3 separate regions of the Mus musculus genome follow, and all the other regions are linked to region 2. The links are chromatin contacts, called in public HiChIP or PLAC-seq and promoter capture Hi-C maps. All regions are on one chromosome and are shown on one strand. Each heading gives the region's core, a stretch centred on a gene start, on an enhancer-like site or on the middle of the called end of the contact. The rest is flanking DNA. Distances are from core to core; before and after follow the strand shown.

Evidence for each region. Promoter capture Hi-C pulls out the DNA fragments that hold promoters and counts their contacts. HiChIP or PLAC-seq counts read pairs in DNA pulled down with a chosen protein or histone mark.
Region 1: a contact with region 2 is called in an H3K4me3 HiChIP or PLAC-seq map of bone marrow-derived macrophages, with 5 times the contacts expected there. The contact joins the promoter of Eid1 here to the enhancer-like site in region 2. A contact is called at or near these places in 1 of 39 promoter capture datasets (liver) and 2 of 115 datasets of contacts at active chromatin or transcription factors (bone marrow-derived macrophages and pancreatic cancer cells).
Region 3: a promoter capture Hi-C map of HPC-7-derived erythroid cells shows a contact between it and region 2, with 6 times the contacts expected there. The contact joins the promoter of Shc4 here to the enhancer-like site in region 2. A contact is called at or near these places in 5 of 39 promoter capture datasets (the 3T3-L1 cell line, the C10 cell line, the HPC-7 cell line and 2 more) and 2 of 115 datasets of contacts at active chromatin or transcription factors (the NIH/3T3 cell line and embryonic limb bud).

The regions. Positions count from the first base shown.
Region 1 is chr2:125,671,273-125,674,459 of GRCm38.p6, reverse strand. It overlaps Eid1 (EP300 interacting inhibitor of differentiation 1), which reads right to left and starts at 1,360. Exons shown (of 1, transcript NM_025613.3): 1 at 1-1,360. The coding sequence starts at 1,268. The coding sequence ends at 789. The region is part of intron 4 of Shc4 (SHC (Src homology 2 domain containing) family, member 4); the gene reads left to right.
Region 2 is chr2:126,308,867-126,311,657 of GRCm38.p6, reverse strand. No RefSeq gene overlaps it. Among named protein-coding and RNA genes, the nearest start is that of Dtwd1, 160 kb to the right of the region's middle. Within about 2 kb of position 1,482, at least 56 of the 459 cell types and tissues checked have an H3K27ac peak or open chromatin away from gene starts, as enhancers often do. A contact at or near this core is called in the NIH/3T3 cell line, bone marrow-derived macrophages and pancreatic cancer cells, where this site is marked.
Region 3 is chr2:125,722,803-125,725,579 of GRCm38.p6, reverse strand. Shc4 (SHC (Src homology 2 domain containing) family, member 4) reads left to right here and starts at 1,432. Exons shown (of 12, transcript NM_199022.2): 1 at 1,432-2,777. The coding sequence starts at 2,203.

The DNA.
Region 1 (3,187 bases), core at 111-2,610, 640 kb after region 2:
TATTAGAAAGTTTGTCTTTGGGCTTTCCCATACATTTTATTTAATGCATGAACTTAAAACCTTAAAAAGACATCCTGTTTCTTTCTTTACTTTGAAAATCATTACAATGGGTTTTTCCAAATTAGAGGTCACAGTAGCTTTATAAATCATGAAGATACATGTGCAGTCAAAATTCCAGAAGCGTTTGTAACACATTTTAAGATGACAGCACACATGATAACACGTCTACATTTATACCCACATTTACTTGGACTACTCTGTGGGGTAGATGAATACTCAATCTTAAACCTCAAGTTTAGCTTTTGATAACTGATGTGTATAAATCACCAAAAAGAATTTGGAAAGTTTTTTTTTTTTTCAATAGCCTTTCAGTTCGAATTAAAGACATCTTGGAATGTATTTCCCCCCATTCTTTAATTAGATTCTTGTATTGGTAGTCACAATTTACTCTTCCAAACCATCTTTAAAAGCTTAACAGAGAAAGCTCTTCTCCAATGTAAGGAAAATCATCTCGATCAACAGTCTGAACCAGAGGTTTTTGCTGAGCCCCTGTGAGACCAAAGAGGAACGATTTGGTCTTTTTCTCCTCGCGATTCTCAGGTTTAACACTCCTCCTTCCTCGATTCTCCTTTTCCACAATGCATGGTCATTCACTGTCCCGTCTTCTATTCCGAGAAACAAAAACCAACTGTTTTTATTTTTTGCACAGAACTATTTGGAATGAACCCCAAAATAGCAGAATGTTGAATCTCTCCCTCTCAGGTAGTTTCCTCCTCTCTCGTCAGCATTTACTCTCGATCAATGATCTCATCACAACCGAGCTCTTCGGTCAGTCGATTGACAACCATCAGCGAAAACAGCTCTTCGATAAAAGCTAGCTGGTCGAAAGGGCTCTTCTCACACCGCGCCTGAAAGCCGCCATCCAGGGCATCTCCGGCTCGCGCGGTTCGCAGGAACACCTTGTTGGCTTCCTCCAGGGCGGCGGACACCCTGTGCATCGCGCCGCTCCAGCGCTCCTCTTCAGGGAACTCGTAGTCGTCCTCCCAGTCATCAAACTCGTCGCCTTCCAGGTCCGCGCCAGCCTCGGGGAACAGACCGCGCTGGGCGCGGGCGGCGGCCGGCCCGGCCTCCTCCTCCATGGGGCCCTCCTCCGGGGCCGGCCCGCGGGCCCCGCGGCCTACCTCCATATAGCCCTCGCCGGGCAGCACGTCCATCTGCAACTCGTTGCTTTCTTCGTACAGCTCGCAAAGCTCTGCCATCTCCGCCATGGTGGAAGCGACTCGACCAAGGTGGAAAAAAAAAAGGAACCTTTTGCAGAGACGGGCGCGCGAACGGGCGTGGTGCGCGTGCGCAGGCAAGAGGGCGTGCGTGGAGCGCGAGCTGGGGGGGGGGGGCGCGTGCGCAGGCGAGTGGGCATGCGTGATGCGCGTGCGGAGCACGTTTCACGTGCGCAAACGGGTAGGCGGGCGTGGTGCGCGTGCCAGCATGGCGTGCGTGTGCTGGCGAGTAGGCCGCTTGGTCCACGGGGGGGGGGGGGGGCGTGGTGCGCGGGCGCGGGCGCGGGCGCGAGCTCTTCCCTTCCCACCCCTCACCCCCTATGTTTCCCGGACTCCCACCTCACCCTCACACCCACTCAGGACCCGCGATGCTTCCGCTGGTGACCCACCTGGAGACCAGCTCTAAGTTCCTTGCCAAGTGCTTGCTTTGCCTAGATGGAAAGCCCTGGCCTTCTGTCACAGATGCCATCTCTCCTCCACCTCCCTGCCTCCCCAGCGTTCCTGTGATCAGCATGTCCATTACCTCTCACCATTTCAAATCCCACTAGTCCCGTCCTGCGCACTGAGAAAATTTAACTTTTCGGTTTTTTTCTTCTGAATTTATTGAAGTTGACCTAACCAAAGATAAATTGTGTGTATGTCCACACGTATATACCATGGGGAAACTAAACCACATACATGTGTGAGTACTAGGATAAAGAAAGGTGGAAAATAGGCTATACATATTTTAAATATATACAGATAATCACGCGCCACGGTTGCTCTACAAACTTAAACTGTAGCCAATAGTGTTTGAGAATATCCACACCCTTACCACGTATTGTTTTATGGAATTAATATAAGTAAACTTAAGTTTTATCAATTTGATCTCTCTTTCGTGTGTATGCGTTTGTTTGCCTGTCTGTAATGTTTGTGTGCCACGTGTGTGCATTGTGCCTACAGAGGCCAAAAGAGGGCGTTGGAACTCCTAGAAACGAAGTCAGTTGTACACTGCCCTGTGATTACTGGGAGTCGAACCCTGGTCCTTAGTGTGAGCAGCCGATGCTGTTTACTGCTGAGCCATTTCTCCAGCCTTGATTGTATCTTTATAATCTTTCCATAGCTTTAGTTTATTATTCGTGGATGCAATGGCCCTGTCATGTCCAAGAGACAATGCTCCATAGCATTCCTCTTTATCTTATATAATTTTTGCCAATGGTCATTTTTTATATTCTTCAGCGAACTTTTCTCCAAAGTGTTACATGATCCTTACTAGTTTTACATACTTGAACATATTTGTATGAAATCTTCCTCTTTATCCATTAAATGAAGTTTCTCATGAGCTGTTATTGGAATATAATCTTTGCATGTTGATTTTTGTTCTTATTGAAATGTTAATAGAGAAAAGTGCACAGGTAATGTGTGTGGCTTAATTATCACAAGCTACATATATTTGTTTACTTACTACCCAGAAGAAAAGGCATCATTCGTGGATCCCAGAAAACCACTCTTCTCTCTTTTTGTGCCTCGTGAATAACCACAATTCAGACTTTATGCAAATAGTTCAATAAAAAGTTTGCCAGTTTTGATAAATGAAACGATGTATTGATATATTCTTTGTTTTGACTTCTTTTTTAACCCAACAAATATGTTGTCATATTTTAAGCAGTCTACTATTTGAATATCACAATAGTCACCTTCAGGATTGCTTCTAATTCAGGGCTATTATAAATAGCCTAGTTATTTCATTTCCTAAGGAAACATCTTGTTGCACAACTTTATTCAATTATTGTTGAGTATGCTTCTAGGAGCAGTTTTGCTTGGCTGTCTTGTATGTACAGCCTTCGTAGGTTCTGCCTCACAGTTCTGCAATCAGGATTCATTGGTAGTTGCATAGCTGGCATTTTAATTAACCTTTAAAACCTATACAA
Region 2 (2,791 bases), core at 233-2,732:
CATGTCTTGGCATGTGCCTTCTCTGGTGGCGTGTACTCTCAAATGAATACCATCTCTCATAGACCATTAAGGGACACACTCAATCTTTTTAGTTCCTAGTGCATTAATTTGGGGACACAAATATGCATATGTCTCTTGAAGGCTCTGCATTTTATCTAATTTTCTGGTCACTTTTTAAATTTAATCTTTACAACCCATGATTCTTCAAATGTTATTGTATTTACTTTCATTTCTGCAAAAGAAATACAGCTCTTGCCTTGGGACAGCACTAGACAAGTTGTCATTGTCAGTGAAGCCCTGGGGTTTGAGGTTCCTACAGACAGAGAAAGGAAGTCTAGCAAATGACCTGAACTCTGCAGGTTGCCTTGCTACATAGCATGTGGTAAATTCCTCAGAATTCACTCCCCTGTAGTTACCTAGTCCCAACGCTAAGCCATTCTTTGCAGTTTCACATTCCATCATGGTCAGCCTTCAGAAGTATGTGTGGAAATTCTAATCTGGTCTTGATCCCTCTTGTCCACCAGCCTTTCTCTCAGTGTATATGTGTTCTGTGTGTATGCTACCTGGCTTTGGCAGTTGAGAGAATTACTATGGCCATATAACTTTATTCCAGTTTATTTTTAAAACCATCTATTTTAATGTGTATTTATTGTTGTTATTAGTTATTTATTGTTGTTGATCTCTTACTGTACCTAATTTATAAATTGAGTTTCATCACAGATATGTATGCTGGCTAGTTTTATGTCAACTTGACCCAAGCTATAGTCATTTAACCTTGGTATTGCAAGTCATTTACTATAGAATTTCTCCACATTTTTCTATCCTGTTCATTCTGACCAGTGTTGTAACCGGTCGCTACTCTTTTCCCCATGACTTATTTCTCTATACAATCAAAACAGAAATATGAGCAAATATGAGTATATTTGCCGGGTAGCAAGTCACAAAGTATTCTCCCACTCCCTGGGTATTATTTGAATATGAACAGCATCTTCAAGCAAGAATGCCTGTGACCTTATAAGCAGATATATGCTGATTAGAAGTTAAGGTGTGCTTGCCAACCTCTGTGTGAGCTTCTGCACCAGCTTCAGTGTGTGTGTGTGTGTGTGTGTGTGTGTATACCTCTGTAAGCACACCTCTTACACATGCACTAATTACCCATTTTCAAGCCTGTTTTCTCCTCCAGGGAAGAAAGACCTATAGGAAAGGACCAGTGCCTCCTTTGCCTTTGCCTTTTCAGTGTATTGCATGGTTGCTGGCATAAAACCTATTGTCAAAATACTTGTTAAATGAAGGAATGATTATGATTCAGGCTCATTGTTGAAATAAGAGGCATTGACGTGGTCTTTCTGGCAATGTTAGGCTTGGAAAACCCATATGCAAATTGACCAAGAATGTTGAAATATTTTGCGCTGACCACATCCTGAGGATAAATTCTATAGCTCTGTTGATTTAAGCATTCTGAGTGTGTAACTGTCATGTGGGGGAAACCCCACAGCAGTAACTGAGCCCTTAAAATACCTCACTGACTAAACTACATGCATAGAAGGCTTGTTTTACCATGTGCGTGGAATGTCTATTTTAAATGTGTTTCAGCCTTTGGGGATTTAGAACGGGTTTTTTCCCCCTTTCTGAATAATAGAGGTTTTCCTTGGAAATGACTTTTATATATTTATATTTTCCTGAGCCTTGGTTGACTTCATTGTTTATATTTTAGCAGTGTAATTCTATGCACTCACGCTCCTGAAAGTCTTTGAATACTTTGGAAAATGAGGTGGGGTATAGCTACATAAGAGATATTGTTTTGTCACAAAGTTTGGAGGCTCGGAGGGGAAGTGTGTAGAATGTCTCCCCTTCCCCACTGATGTCTATCAGTCCATCTATGGTCATAGACTGATCACCCAATACACTATTGCTTTTGTTAATTCATATAGACAGTTGGGAATCATTCCCTTAAAGACTGTGACTGTATCATTTCTTGCCCCTCCCCCCAATAACTCAATCATGGCACAAACAAAACAAAACAAAACAAAACTGTTCTTTCTAACTCCCAAAGAATTGCTGAGCTCTGTATTACGGGACTGTAGGACAAGCAAGGGTCACTACAAAGTAATAGATTCTTGAAACGTTTAATGAATGAAGGAACAGAATGCATAACTGAGACCAGTCAGATGAACAGAAGCATATCAAGATTTAGTGTTCAGGAAGGAACGAATCATAGCGCAGGATCCTTTTGGACAGTGGAAATGGCCCTATAGTTTGACTCAGGAAGAATGCTTAGGCCATTAGTAGAGTATTGGATCTTGAATATTTGACTTATTTTTTTCTGGACATAATTCCTTGACTTGTCAACGAGAGTGAATAATGGGGCCAGCAATAGTAATAATAATAGTATTAATAATCCTCATTCCATAGATGCATAGATAGGTCAATATATAGATATAAATCATTAAATATAATTCATCACATAAACTGACTCAACAACAGAAGCCACATGGTTGTCTCAATAGATACAGAAAATGCCATTGACAAAAATCTAATATCCCTTCATAATAAAAGTTTTGAAGAGGCAAAGAATTAAAAAAAACCCTATTTCAACACATTTAGGGTTATATATGCCAAACATATAGCCAACATCATGATAAATGAAAAACACTTGAAGCATCCCCCCCTCTTAATAATGTAGTGTTTGGAGACTTAGCAAAAAGATGAGAGAAGAAAATACAAGGGATGCCGACAGGAAAGTGAGAGTTAAAGGATTCACCATGTAGACAGCATGGTTCTTTCTTTCCAT
Region 3 (2,777 bases), core at 183-2,682, 590 kb after region 2:
ACAAACCCTTTCAGGTCCTCTGCAAGAGCAGTACACGTTTTTAACTACTGAGCCATCTCTCCAGCAACCTTTTAAAAAATGCTGCCCAGGATGCTTCGGAGATGCAGGTACTCTCCCGGAGCATTGTGGGGATGTTTTACAGGGACTGTAGCTATTTCATATGCTCCCACACGTCATTCATTAGCTGCCACTCACAGACAAGGCCATTACCACTCACAGGAACTTCTCTCAAGGTAGTGGGATGTTACTGTGGCATGGCATACGGTAAGGTGGGACCCAGAGGAGAAGGCAGAGATGAAAGAGAAGCATGCGTAGCAGTAGAGGTACTAGCGGATTTTTTCAGTCTTACTCCCTCCTCCTCCCACCTTCCACTCCCCTGATCCTGTCTCCCTAGGTTCCGGGTATATGAGTTCTGATTTAGCCATTCCTTTCGTGTTTGCCAAATGTGGAGGTGCAAAAAGAAAGTCAGAAAGGAAGGTATAGGACGCCACAAAAGGCCTTCCCAGTGGATAGAAAAAGCTCACAAAGTTGTCAGGCAGGATACTAACAAGCCGTTCTGAGCCTAAGCACAAAAGCTTGGCGGCGGCGAGGCGCCTTTGTCTCCTAGTCACCTGCACTGGTTTCATTCAAACCTGTGTTTGGATGGCCCTGGAGTTCAGGCTAAGTCCTGAGCACTCGAGAGCCCGTGGTCAATGAGAAGGTGAGGTGGCCTTCTTCCCAGATTCTCTTGGCTGCTGCCTTAGTATTCGAAATCATGAATAGTCTCAGGTACTGGAGCCAAGGCTCACAGAGAAACGCAACCTCAGCTGCTTCCTCCCGGAGACTCTCACCCCACCCCCACCCCAAGGTCTCAGCAGTCCGCTCTTCTCAGCTCCTGAATGAACCTGCATTTCCTCTGCCCAGCTGGGGCTCAGGCTTCCTGTGGGCTCAGCCTTTACGGTTGTCTTCCCGGGGCCTTTGATGGGCTCAGGAAATTGTATCAGACAGAAGATGGGGCGGCAATCAATTAAAAAAAAAAAAAACGTTTCTAAGAAAAACGAATCTAGGCTTTGAACAAGAGTTGTTTGTGTAACATATGCCCTAATGTCCATGGAACAATATATCTAATTTCTAGCTCCTTTCTCGCCCCTCCCCATCTTAACAAGAAAGGAAATCGATTTTTAACCTTCTGATTCCCAGCATACTGACGATCCAGGAGCAAAGATTGCCTTTACTTTTAACCCATTCATCAGATATTACCCTCCCTTTTCTCTGCCCGGCTTCGTTTCTCCCGGCTACTAGTTAGTATATTCACGGTGCATGACTCATGAAGCTGCAGCCTGATTGGATGAAAACCAAATCGCACCCCCCACACCCCCACCCCCGCGCCGCCCCAAACGGGTCAGTCAATTACAGCTATTCTCGGCTCCATTCACAGATTTATTAGCTCTCACACAACGAGGGAAATTCATTCGGCAAAGTTCATTCATAAAAATTTCAACAGCCTGGGTATCGTCTGCTCAACTCAGCCTTTTGCTGTGCACAGGCTCCTCCTGAAAAAAGCCTGCAGGAGAGTACAGGAGGGAAGGGCGCCCTGAGAAGGGGTGGGCCGGCCGGGATCGGACCCGAGCCACACAGAGGATGCCCGGACCTCAAGCTGGAGGAACAATGCAGACCAGCGCCCGTCGCTAGGACTCCTGGCTGGTGGCCCAGAACCAAGATCCTCCGAGAGAGGGCAGCCGTCATAACCCCAGCCCATACAGAAGGGCCTTTGACTCTTATGCGCTTTTTTATTTTTCCCTTTGAAATGAACAGTCACGGGAACAAATAAAGGGTTAATGGGCTAGTCCCTGCCCCGCCCCGTGGGAGCTGGAGGGGAGCAGGTTTGAAAGTTCCTGTGCGCAGAGGAAAAGGGGGTAAATATTTCTGCTAAGACTAGAGGCGTGGTGGCACCCGCTGCCCCAGCCTGGGGGACGGGACTCCGGGGCGAAGACACCCCCGCTCCCACCCCACCCCACCCCCCGCGCTCCGGGGGCCTCTGCCAGGGCCTGGAAGGGCCGGCCTGCAATCAGAGCTGGGGAGGCGTCCTCCGGGACTGTCATCCTTGAGCAGTCTCGGACCCGGGCTGGTGACCGCCAGAGCAGGAGAGGTGACTGTGGCGTGGGTCTACCGGACTGCGAGGCACTTTAGGCTGCGGTGCCCAGTCTCAGCACTGCTAAGGCTATGCGAGAACGCAGCCAGGACAGCCAGGCAGGACTCACGCTGTATGTAGGACTCTTTGGGCACCTGGGGATGCTTCACAGGACCAAGTACAGCCGCTTTCGGAACGAGTCCATCACGTCTTTGGACGAAGGGAGCCCCGGAGGCTCCGTTGGAAACAAGGGCTCGTCGCCGCCTCCCTACCCAGCCCTGGCCCCTCACCTGCCGACTGAGGATGCCACTGTGTCCAGCCAGGAGAGCCCCACGGCGCTGTGCACCTTGATTCCCCGTATGGCAAGCATGAAGCTGGCCAACCCCATCACTTTTCTGGGTCTGAAAACCTTCTGCTTGGGTACGAAACAGGTGAGCCGGTTGAAGCTCCAAGAGAACCAGGATCAGACTCCAAGCCGTCCAGCGTCCCCAGAATCCAATCTAAACAGGACTGGACCTGCACCTGCACCGGATCCGGACCAGGTGGGACGCAGGCCCACCTCTTTGCGTCCTGATACTTGCCCACTGCCTGGCCCTGGAGAACCAAGCCCCAGGAGCAAGCAGGACGGGCCCCCTCTGCAGCACCTGTTGGGGAACGGTCTGAACTA